Regions from separate parts of the Mus musculus genome. Here region 1 is linked to region 2. A link is a contact called in public Hi-C data. All regions are on one chromosome and are shown on one strand. Each heading gives the region's core, a stretch centred on a gene start, on an enhancer-like site or on the middle of the called end of the contact. The rest is flanking DNA. Distances are from core to core; before and after follow the strand shown.

What was found. A called contact is a pair of places that touch in the nucleus more often than the background predicts.
Region 1: a Hi-C map of Th2 cells shows a contact between it and region 2, with 1.8 times the contacts expected there. The contact joins two enhancer-like sites. A contact is called at or near these places in 2 of 484 Hi-C or Micro-C datasets (Th1 cells and Th2 cells).

What each region holds. Positions count from the first base shown.
Region 1 is chr13:17,023,460-17,029,633 of GRCm38.p6, reverse strand. All of the region lies in intron 12 of Sugct (succinyl-CoA glutarate-CoA transferase), which reads left to right. Among named protein-coding and RNA genes, the nearest start is that of Gm25020, 180 kb to the left of the region's middle. Within about 2 kb of position 1,528, at least 76 of the 459 cell types and tissues checked have an H3K27ac peak or open chromatin away from gene starts, as enhancers often do. A contact at or near this core is called in Th2 cells, where this site is marked.
Region 2 is chr13:16,638,570-16,644,484 of GRCm38.p6, reverse strand. It overlaps the pseudogene Gm7537. Among named protein-coding and RNA genes, the nearest start is that of Gm31711, 380 kb to the right of the region's middle. Within about 2 kb of position 2,399, at least 55 of the 459 cell types and tissues checked have an H3K27ac peak or open chromatin away from gene starts, as enhancers often do. A contact at or near this core is called in Th2 cells, where this site is marked.

The sequences.
Region 1 (6,174 bases), core at 279-2,778, 390 kb before region 2:
TTCAACACAGAGAAACCAAGGTCTGTTGACTGAGCAAGCAGCTCAATTTTGAAAGCACTGGAAACTAGCTTTGACTTTGTTGGATTTAGTACATGGAACTACCACTTGTTGATAATATATGATTGCTAGACACTCATCAGTTTTAGAATATACTATTTGTTAAAGGAACAACACCAACACCAATGAAGAAGCTCATAGGAATGGTATGCTTAAAAAGTAACCTATCTTCACTTAGCTACAAGTGATTTCTTTAAAGGACTGATGTATCTCCCCACTTTTCTAGCAAAATAAAGTATATTGCAGCTCATCATAGCAACCTCAGTGCCCAGCTCACACTGTGTATGACACATATGCTGACTTAATTTTTTAATTTGTTGTTGGGTGCTTCTCAAACCTCGCAGAGTATCAGGTAGCATGGGATGAGCACTACTCATCATCCCTGTAGAGAAAAGCAGAGTTTACTGTAGTATAAAACCTAGCTCGAAAGTAAACTCCTACTTGTCAGAAATGCTGCACATATAACATGAGAGAACATTGGTTTCTTTTCTTAAATTTATTAGAGCTACCAACTTTAGATTAGTCTTAGAGAAAACATTTCAACATTCAGCCTTTGAAGGAATCTCAGTAAAGCAGGGATTCTCTTCCCTGGGGTGGCAGCTCTCTAACCCAGAATGAGTGTCCTTGGCACACATATGCAGGGTTTACATTTCCCTAGAGCTGATTTAGAAAGCTGAATTCAGAAAATGCTGACAGAGTTGTCTTCACAAATCCTTTGTGTTAATGTTGGGTTCCAGCAGGTGGTGCTGTTGGGAGACAGTGGATGCTGTAGAAGAAAGTCTGTGGAAGGAAGCTGGGTTGTTTGGTAGTGTGCCCTAGAAGGGAACATTGGGAACTTGGCTCCTCCTCTTCCTTTCTGTTTCACCTCGCCACCACCGTGATGTTGGCAGATTTATTGCAACCACTTCCTCTGTGATGGTCTTCCTTGTCATAGGCTGAAAAGCAAACGGCTGGTAGATTATGGGTTGAATCCATTGCAATTTGTGAGCCAAAGTAAATTCGTATAAAATGTAATTCAGATATCAACTGCAATTAAATGACAAAACTCTATGAGTTTGTTTTATAATTAGAATGTCTATTTTCCCTCAGCAAGGGCCAATTTTAAGTGCAAAAGTCTACAATTGGAGGCTAGTTGGGGAAGTAGGGCATTGTTAGTTCTTTCCCACTTCCTTACCTGTTCACCACAACTTATCACCCTAGTTACTCACTAGGAGAGGAACATGAGCAGGCAGAGTAGACGGGAAGGGCAAGGAGAGCCCTACTTGGTGACACTAAGGGACTGGCTGAGGACTCTAGCTGCCTGTGGTGTTGCTGGCATTCGTCTCACTGTGCTTCCACAGATCGCTTGCAGTCTTGGTTCAGGCAACAGCTGTCCTTTACCTGGAACATTAGCATTTACTCAGACCTAAATGCTCTAAGTGTGCTAGCATACTATGCCATACAATGCCATATTTACCTCACTGTACCATATCTACCATACCGTACCTACTCCCTTTCATATCTACCCTACCCAACTGTACTATACCACACCTACCATACCATACTTATCTACTTATCATGACATACCATACTATGCCATGCCATATCAGACCAGACCAGACCAGACTTACCATCTTAGCCACTCTCCTTAAGTCTCAGTTATAAAGCTGGATGACAGAAACATTTTTCCCCACCTCCATGGCCAAGGGTACTATTCTGTATAAATGCCACCACATTCTGACTTCATACCCATGAAGTAGCTGTTAAGGATCTCAAATTTGATTTCCACCTCTGCCCTGGAAAAATTACAAAAGTTGTCTGAAAACACAGCCACTTCATGTTTAACTTCTGGCCCTTAAACTGAATTGAGACAAAAGTAATCCTACTTCAATGTCTTATAGCTCATGAAAGTCCTGCTCGTCACAAAGCATCTACCAATGTCCAATTTGAATATTCCTCTGGGAAGTGCCAGCTGTATATAAAATTGCTTCAGTTATTTTATTTGCTGGTTTCACCATCACTAACTATATCATTGTGCTTTTCTTCATACTCTCTTCCCTTTTGGAGAGAAGTCATTTGACCACATTATGAGACATCATGTGTGATGCATTTCCCATTTGCCATATAGAAAGCTAAAGTTATTAAGTGAGAAAGAACCAAAATACTGTGTCACTTTGCATGGTGACATTATTTAGGTAACTTTGATTATTGAAAACAAACCAAAAAATTTTAAAAAAAGGAACAACTATTCATCCTCTCCCAATGACTTATTCTTCCCAAATTCAAAAGATCTTTCAAGCTCTGCCCTTCACTGAGTTAAATGCCTTACACGCAGACAGCTATGCTCCTGCTACAGTTTCTGTTAATCTCCCAGTTTTGCCTGAAGCTATGAAGTCAACCCCACAGCACAGCTTCTTTCCAGCCCCTCCTCTCCAAATGAAAACCATGTGCTTGTGTGCGCTGGCTTTTCTTTCCTTTTAAAAGTTATTCTGCATTATTTAATATAACCATGTACTAATGCAGAGACCTTCAGTAACTGATTTCTCATTGGCTGCTATCAATTAAGCCACATTAATACAACCATTTAGTCTCAGAAGCAAATTCGTTTACGCACAAATGACTTGCTTAAAGCTGATTGTAACACCCTAGAGAAGCAAAAACTCTGAATGCTTGCAAGTAGAGCTGAATTGAAATAAATGAAAATAGTACATTGTACCTATTTGATGCCTGTGCAGCTTCCCTTCATCATTCTCTGCATTTTCTCATGCAGCCAATTGATAAGACTAAACTCCCAGTTTGTACTGTTCTTTCTAACCCTGGTTTAACTAAAGGTTGAAACATCTACTTCATACCGAAGTTGTGCCATATTCCAGAATTCCAGACACAAATCAGAAGTTAACACTGTGAGAATCTTGGACTATGGCTGCTCTCATGTATCAGTTACTGGGTGTCATTGAGAATAAAACATCACAAGGGTGTGGTTTCGGTTATAAAGATTGCATTTGGTGCGCTAGAAAGATGACTCAGTGGGCAAGGGTGCATGCTACTCTTTCAGAGGTTGTGAGTTTGTTTCCAAGCATCCATGTTGGGCAACTCACAACAGCTTGAAACCCCAGCTCTAGTTTGTAACTGATGTGACCTCTAAAGATGCTACACTCACTTTTACATACCCACAAACAGATCCTCAAACATACACATCAGTAAAAATTAGAATAAACCTTTTCTAAAAATTACACTTTTGGTCCTACTGAGGCACATAGTTTTAAAATTCATCATTTACTTTTAAAACCAACCAAACAGTGTGGATAAGCCATGCTTTACTCTCATGTGTTTTAGTTGTGCAAGAAAGGACAAGCAGTTTACAGATGTGGGTAGATTGGGATCCTTTTCCATTGGCCTAATTTGTACAATGACAGAATACCTACCAAAGCTTTATAGCCTTCCCAAAGCACCCTTTCCTATTTCCTACAGAACCTCTTCTTTCTTTCAGCATTCTGGTGTCCTTGCTGAAAGGATGTCCAGGCACTGGGCACTGAACTGAACTGGGGGGAATGGAGCTTAGCTGGGGGATGAGTGGGTTAGGCAGAACATGCTGAGTACAGAGAAAAGGTCTTCTCCGGGGATGGTTTTCAGAAGAAACAGCTCTGTTTATTGGGAGTGAATATCACCCATCAGCATATTCCATCAACAAACACTTTATTTTCTTTTTAAAAAATGCAATGCTTATTCCACAGCAAGAGTATACTCACTAAAAAAAAAAAAAAAAAAAAAAAAGAACTAAAATAACGTACTCATGTATATAAGACCTATCGACAGATTCCATATTTATTCCTATCTAAAGGCAATTTGGACATACATCCCAGGATATCTCTACCTACTACATCTCAAACTCAAAATCCAAGCCAGAAGCCAGAAGATCTTTTCCCTTTTTTGGGTCACACTGTCTGTCTCTCTGTCTCTGTCTCTGTCTCTGTCTCTGTCTCTATCTCTGTCTCTGTCTGTCTCTCTGTCTCTGTCTCTGTCTCTCTCTCTCTCTCTCTCTCACACACACACACACACACACACACACTGTCAGTGACTAGCCATCACATTCTGACAAGCACATAGGCTACAAAAAAAGATAAGCAGCCCAGAATTCACCTTGTACTTTCCTCTGTATTCAGAGGTCAAGTCCCCATTCTACCTCCTTGTGATATCTTCCAGCTGATTCCTTCTGTTTGTCCAGATGTGTCCTTGGACTACTTCACTCTCATCTTCCATCACATGCTAATTAGGCATTCCCAGTCACCATTCCTGTACTGTGCATTAGCCAACCAATCAGTCTCCTCTTGTGGTTTTCTGCTCTTTCCAACTTCCTCTTGTTTTTTCCAGTGTTTTTGCTCGTCCAGTGTCCAGTGTGCATCAATAGAAAAAATGCTGTATTCTATAGCACTTGGTATGACTTAGCCATACTCCTTACTTGATGGTGTTCTGAGCAAGATATTTTTATTCATCTACCTGTCATTAACATTGAACAGAGAATAGTTGTTTACTAAAGTAGTTTATTACATCATTGGTTGAATGCATTAACTGGATTTGGACATTGCATATGATAGACCTGTAGACTCAGTTGATGATCTTGACAGAGTACAGACCTGTTCTCCATTTTATCATATTTCATGAGCAGCCTTGTCTCAGTAAACTCAGTGGGATTTTATTGACAGGTGCAGCAGACAGCCTTTTTCACACCACATAGTCATTCCTTCTCTCAGAGTATAGGCCAGAAGAATGCCCATCAGCAAAGAATACTAGTTTCTGGGTTGCTGGATTCTCTGGTTGCAACTGAGCAATGATGACCCAGGGAACCCAAATAAATTATAAATTGGTAGTTAACCACTAAGTCTATAATCTCTTTGGACACACTAGACCATGGCTTTCAAACCTTACCTCACCCCAAATCTGCCTTTGTTGCCATGAGTTTAATCAGTGAATGGATATTTCATAAATCCTTGTTTAAGGCTGTGATCTGACAGAGGTAACTTTTATAGTAAACTAATCTTTATATTAGTATACAAGCACAAATCTTCTTAGAACAAATGATTAATCATTTGAAAAGTTTTTGAATATTAATTTTATTACATGTTTGAATGTAATGTAGAATAAAATATAGGTATTTTTCCACATCAAAAGAGAGGAATCACAAGCATGACGGCCAATGATGAAACTGTTTCTGAAAACTTGAAAGCTTCTATGTGTTTATCTAGCAACCAGTTATTTAATAGTATAATGAGTAAAGTTTAGATTTATTTAGACTTTAAAACACTGATGGCATTGTGCAATCCTATTTTATAAGTATCACTAAAAAGGAAAAATATACTACTAAGTTTTGCTATTGAGTCAATGATAAAATGTGACATGATTTTGAAGATGTTAAAATGTGAAGGAGAAACTTGCCTCTTAGAATTAAGAAAGCTTAGTAGCGAACCTAAAAAGCATTTGGTCAGAGAAGTGTCATCCACTCACCTCTAGTGGAAACAGAATTTGGTAGACTCTTTCTGGATGCAATTTAGCAGTCATGTACTCCAGCTTTAACATGCATCCTTTTGACCCCAAAATTTCACTTCTTGGAATTTATGATGAGGAAATAATCAACAATTTGTAGAAAGATTAAGCTACACATTTGTTCATTGCCATAATATTTATAAAACCAAAGCATTGGAGGTAATTTAAATGCACAGAAATCAGTGATTAGTTGAATAAATTATAGCATATCCATATCAGGACATCATCCACCAGATTTAAAGTGATCCTGCAGATGGGGAGCAACTGGAAACACTTCATGCTTGCATCCCCTAATTTTTCCTCAAATAATTATAGACATTGATATGGATATGAAAAAATAGTTGGAACTAAATTTACATTAAAGGTACTATAGAAAGCAGTATCATAGTGAGGATTTTATTTTATTTTTCTTTGTAGTTACTTAGCTATTTTGGGCTTGTAAAGAATTACAATTCATAATAGCACATAACAAAATAATATTTTCTATCTAAGACAATGTGTTCCTTTAATAAATTTGAACACTATCTGAAACAGTAAGGGGATAAATGAACAAAACACTTAAAAATTGGATATATTTTTGATCTTGGTTATTGTTAT
Region 2 (5,915 bases), core at 1,150-3,649:
GTCCAGCCATATAACTCTATATCCAATTAAAAATTATCTTTTCTTCCTAATGTGGGCTAACTGGTTTCCTCAAAACCAGCCTTTCTGTTTCAGCAGTATAGCATTCTTCTATGTGTTTCCAGTTCTCGCTACACGGGGTCAGCTACTGGAATGGTAAGAGACCTTCAGCTTCCTTTCTTGCCAAACCCTGACCTTGGATGTTCAGGAAGTTGGTTTATGCAGTTGAGCATGGATGTCTACAATGTCGCATGAGCAATGTTCTGAACTGTACTGCTCATTTCACTATCAGACTGGGCCCTCTCTTTCACTGCTTTATTTTGGAACCACACCTTTTTTTTTTTTTCCCAATTAAGTATTGACTCAAAAAGGGCAAAGCTCAGGGGTTTAGAATAAATCTCTTCCTGATAAAATTGAAGTTTGGGTATCTGAAGGAAGCTCATTCAAACTCTCTTCATCTTGGTTAGTCCCACAAACCATAATAAAGTTGTCTTTCTTGCCACTTTCATTAATTTACTATCTGCTAAGGAAACCACACTGCTCAAATGTCTGGAGATTTTTAGGAGAATTTGTCTGGTAATATGCTTTGAGATCCTAGAAAGGTAATTCTGAGTACAAAAAAAATTACAAATAATCGGCTGATAATCTCTGTGTCCAGGGTTTAAAATCTCCTTTACCTTTTATATTATGACAGTGGCAGTATGATGAGGTCATGAACTCCCTTAAGTAAATGCATGACACACATAAGATCTAAAAAACAAACAATTATGTTGAAGTACAATTTTCTCTGGTACAAATTTATTCCTCTTGGAATTCAACAATATTAAAAACAAGTAAAAAAAAAGAAATGCTGTACCTTTTATTATTAGAATACATGTTCATCTTGGGTAAGATGCAAAATTTGGAAATTATAATACAAATATAGCTTTTTAAAAACATTTTTATTTATGTATGCCAATTGTGCAAAATGATACGTTTTATTGTGACATTTCATTACATGCAAGAAAAAGGTTTTAAGTTATCGATAGCTTCAATTTTAAAAGAATCTTTTTGAGCATTTACTCATTTGTAATAGATGACCAGTTTGCTTTTTAAAAAATAAAAACCATAAAGCAGAGGATGTGAAACAGTGAACCCAAGCTTCTGAATCTTACTGCAAACACAGTCCTGGAGACGTTTCATTGATCAGAACTCCGCCAATTAGGAGACCAGAACCAGGAGAGATAGTCATTTCATCTGAGGCAACTTCTTGAACATTTAGAAATTTAAGTTCTATTTTAGGCCTCCTGGCCAGGAATCTCCAGAAACAGGATTTGAGAATCTACACGTTTCAAGGCTCCTTTGTGACTTAGGATTCTCAGCAATCACTGGCAGCTTCCCCCCATCCTCTCCATGCAGAATGCTTTCAAAGGAGGTCTCTGTTTCTTTCAAACAATGCTTGAGTTTGCAGATTCACCTCAAATGTTGCAACCCAGATTAACCCATACTGGCATCCTCATGTGCTAAGATCAGAGTAGGGTATTTAAAAAGAGAAAAGGTGGGGGGGGGGAGCACTTGATTTCTGTTTAGTTGTGTCCTCATCATAGAACTTTATTTTCCCTTGCTCGTGTGCAGAGAATGAGGGCGGGGGCTCCAGCCTGTGACTGGGCAAAAAAAAAACGAGAGCTCTACTGTCAGGAGATTGGGGTGTGTGTGTGGAGGGGGAGATTCTTGGAGTGACTCTCTGAATCTGGATCGTGGGTTTTCTCATCCTCGTGAAGTCAACGTGCTGTGCTTTATTCATTAGCACCTACAAGGGACTAATTGCCATCAGGCATGTAGGTGGAATTCCTGGCAGGGAGCAAGATATGGAATAGGTTTGATGACAACCAATGATCTGCCAAAGCCCTGTCAGAAGGAGAACAGAGCCTTGCTGTCACTCATCCACCCCTTTAAATTCAAATGAAGATGCTTCAGGGTAGGGAGGGGGAGGGGGCTGGCACATGTCCAACTTTGCATTGATGATACTGTACACTTTTTTTTTTTTTTTTACTGTATATGTGAAAGTCCCTGCTCTTGACTGTGCTGTTGCTAAAAATAAGTAAAAGAAAGTAAAAGAAATAGAAAAACCTGAAGCTTCTGTGTCAGGCTAGAATTTGCTCCTTTAAGTAATGTCAGTGGTAAGAGGTGACTGATTCATCTATGCTGGGCATCAAGGGGTCTTCTCACTTCCTGTAACTGTCAGCACAGTCAAATATGAATTATGAACACATTTCCGTGGGGCTCCTCAGTTTCTCAAGCAGGCTATGATCTACAAAAGACAAAAGCTGCTAATGCTGTCATGAAACATTCAGAGGTCAGTCATGCAAACTAGAACAAGATCCCCTGGCAGGAAACACTTCAAGCTTTGCACATAATAGTAGTGTTCTGTAGTTAGTCATACAAGGCATGAGCTGCCTTGCCCAGGGACAGGGAGCAGCAGTATCAGTGAACAGCAATGCTCACATATTTAAGTCAGAATTACTCCTCGATAAACAAGCTTGGAACTCATCCAAGTAATTAATGTGTCCAACTTCAGCCTTCTCCAATAGTACCACCGTTTCTTCCCATCCTTGTGGCCATTCACCTTCTCCCTGCTACTTTCTGTGGTAGGCAGGGAGAGTAACAAGTTCCATGTTCTGCTGTGCCAGATCAGTGGTTTCTCAGTAAAATGAAGGCATGACTCACTGCCTCATGCTGGTTTACTGCAGAATCTCTGGTCTCAAATACATCCAGCCAATGACAGAAAGTGATCTGTTCTGAGTAGTTCTATGGATGAAGAGTTCACAAAGATGCCTCCATAATAACCTTTCAAGTCAGTAAGATCACAACTGCTTAAAATCATGACAGCCTATGTAACATTTTTTTTTCTGTAAGTGTTTTCAAGAAACTTACCCCACTGAAGTCCTTGCTATTTGTTTCACAAGCACTTTATTTTGTTTTTCTATGGTTGGAATGACTACATTTTCTTAAGATGACTACAAATGTTATGCCAGTGACATTTGTAGGTGGAATCAAAACAGTGTTAATTAGTTTTATTGAACAGTTCCCTGACTTTAGCCTGTCTGTTATTAACAAACACACCGTATATTTTCCTAAGCTGTTGAGTACCAAGTCCTTCATAGCTCGTCATGTTACCTTAAAGCCCCTTTACCTTGTGCTGTCGGCTTGCATAAATTACACATATTCTATAGATGTCTTACTGGGACAATTGGTGGTCAATGACCATGCATATCCATTTCCTGTTCCTTTGATGGAGTGATAAAACAGTGACAAAAATTTACCTACATTTCCAAGAAGGGAATTTCATGATCAAATGTTAGTGAGCCCAATTATAGAAATGAGATGGGTTAGTGCAGATGGATAAATAATTCCAGCTGTCAAAGTAGGAGAGGGCAAAGTGTTGTTTCCTTGCCCTTTTGTGCCCTTACAAAAGAGCACAGCTTCATGTTCTGTGTTTTGTGTGTAGAGACACATTCACACATCGTGAAACAGGAGATGGAGTGGGGAAGGGGAACAGAGAGGAGAGAATAGAGGAACAATTCAGTTGGAAAAATCAACAAACTGGGTAGAGCCAGGGTTCCTCCCACAGACCTCAGGTTTAACTTCTTAAGGATGAACCATCATATGCTGCATACGTATCAGAAGATGGCCTTGTCGGCCATCACTGGAAAAAGAGGCCCATTGGACACGCACACTTTATATGCCCAAGTACAGGGGAACACCAGGGCCAAAAAGTGGGAGTGGGTGGGTAGGGGAGTGGGGGGGTTATGGGGGACTTTTGGGATAGCATTGAAAATGTAAATGAGGAAAATACCTAATAAAAATAAAAAAATAAATAGAAAAAAGGATGAACCATCAAAGCCAGCCATGGTGGCACACGCCTTTAATCCCAGCACTCGGGAGGCAGAGGCAGGCAGATTTCTGAGTTCAAGGCCAGCCTGGTCTACAGACTGAGTTCCAGCACAGCCAGGGCTACACAGAGAAACCCTGTCTCAAAAAAACAAAAAAACACACACAAAAAAATGAACCATCAAAAGGTCTTTCTTAAATTTGTGTATTAACCCTTTTTCGTTGAGCTGCATGGATGGTTCTGATGGTATTCAAGTTAATAAATGGTAGGCTGGTGTTTAAGCTGAGCCTCCTACCTAAGGGTAGGACATAGGTAAGAAAGAATTTGCTCTGTAACTTAGGTTCAGCTCTCAGATTCAATCAAGAAAAGCAAACAATCAAACAACTCAGAGAAAGGTTTGATTTGGACCCAGTGTTAGTGTGTTCAGGATATTAAGATGAGTCTTACAAGTATGGACCACCCCTGAGGCAAGCTTCTGTGCAGAGTGTTCTGGTGTAGTCGATGAGGTGGTCCTTGGAAGTCTAGCCCTAGATATCTACTCCATAAGGAGTAGGCTAAAACATTTTGTACAACACTTAAAATAAAGGTGGAAATATTCTTACCAAAGAACAAGTACTTTTATAGGTTTGGCTTTGTTTTACAAATTGGCATTGAGTATTTTTTTTTAAACATTTTTGTTTATAAACAGTATTTTGAAATTTTTTACTATGTAAAGTAATGTTTTCTTGAGCAATTATTCTATTAATCTCAAATCAGCATGCATAAGAACGGAATTCATTCAGGCATTTTTTTACATTTGTGCCATTAAACTTTGCTCTAGTGTATCCCCCTCGCCCACTGAACTCCTGAGGAAGTTTTGAAGCAGTGGGAAGATGAATTTCTGTCAGCCTTTGCTTCATATAAGTCCTGCTTCCTTAGAAGCTGACCACGTGACCAGGCTGCCTTGTAAGCCACTATCTTAATTTATGTCATTTTAGCTCATGTAAGTCACAGGGAACTCAAATAAATCTATATGTCTAAATTATGTGTCTAAGGATGTGACTGGAAATGGAAGCTAAATTTTGTTTTAAAAACTTTCAAACTGACGCGGCATGACTTTCCTAGGTCTGAAGTCGGCCTAAAAGATGTCAGCCCTCAGAGCTGTCTTCCAATACATCGATGAAAACCAGGACCGCTGTGTCAGGAAACTTGCAGAATGGGTGGTCATCCGGAGCGTGTCTGCATGGCTGGAGAAGAGAGGAGAGATCAGAAGGATGAAGGAGATGGCAGCTGCTGATGTCCAGAGGCTGGAGGGTTCTGTGGAGCTGGTGGATATTGGGAAGCCGAAGCTCCCAGATGGCTCAGGGATACCCTTCCTCCCATTCTGCTGGGCAAACTGGGCAGCGATCCTCAGAAGAAAACAGTGTGCATTTACAGGCGCCTGGATATGCAACCTGCAGTCCTGGAGGATGGGTGGGACAGTGAGCCCTTTTCTCCTTGGTGGAGCGGGAAGGCAAGTTGTATGGGAGACTCTGCACAGAAGATAAGGGGTGGTGGCCGGATGGATGAATGCCCTGGAAGCCTTTTCAGAAGACTGGCCAGGACATCCCATGCAACCTGCGGTTCTGCCTAGAAGGCATGGACCAGTCTGGCTCCAAATACCTGGATGAGCTAATTTTTGCCCAGAAAGACAAGTTCTTCAAAGATAGGGACTATGTGTGCATTTCGGACAATTACTGGCTGGGGAAGAATAGGCCGTGCATCATGTACGGCCTCAGAGGCATTTGTTACTTCTTCATCGAGGTGGAATGCAGTGACAAAGTCCTCCATTCTGGGTATATGGTGGCTCAGTGCACGAGGCCATGATGGATTTCATTTCACTGATGGGTTGTCTGGTAGACAAGAAGGGGAAAAAACTTATCCCCAGCATCAACGATGCTTTGGTGCCTGTAACAGATAAGGAGTGTGAGCTCTATGACCACATTGGCTTTGATTCGGAAGAGTTCACCAAAGACATGGGGATGCTTCAGCACAGCTGCAAGAAAGATATCCTGATGCACAGATGTTG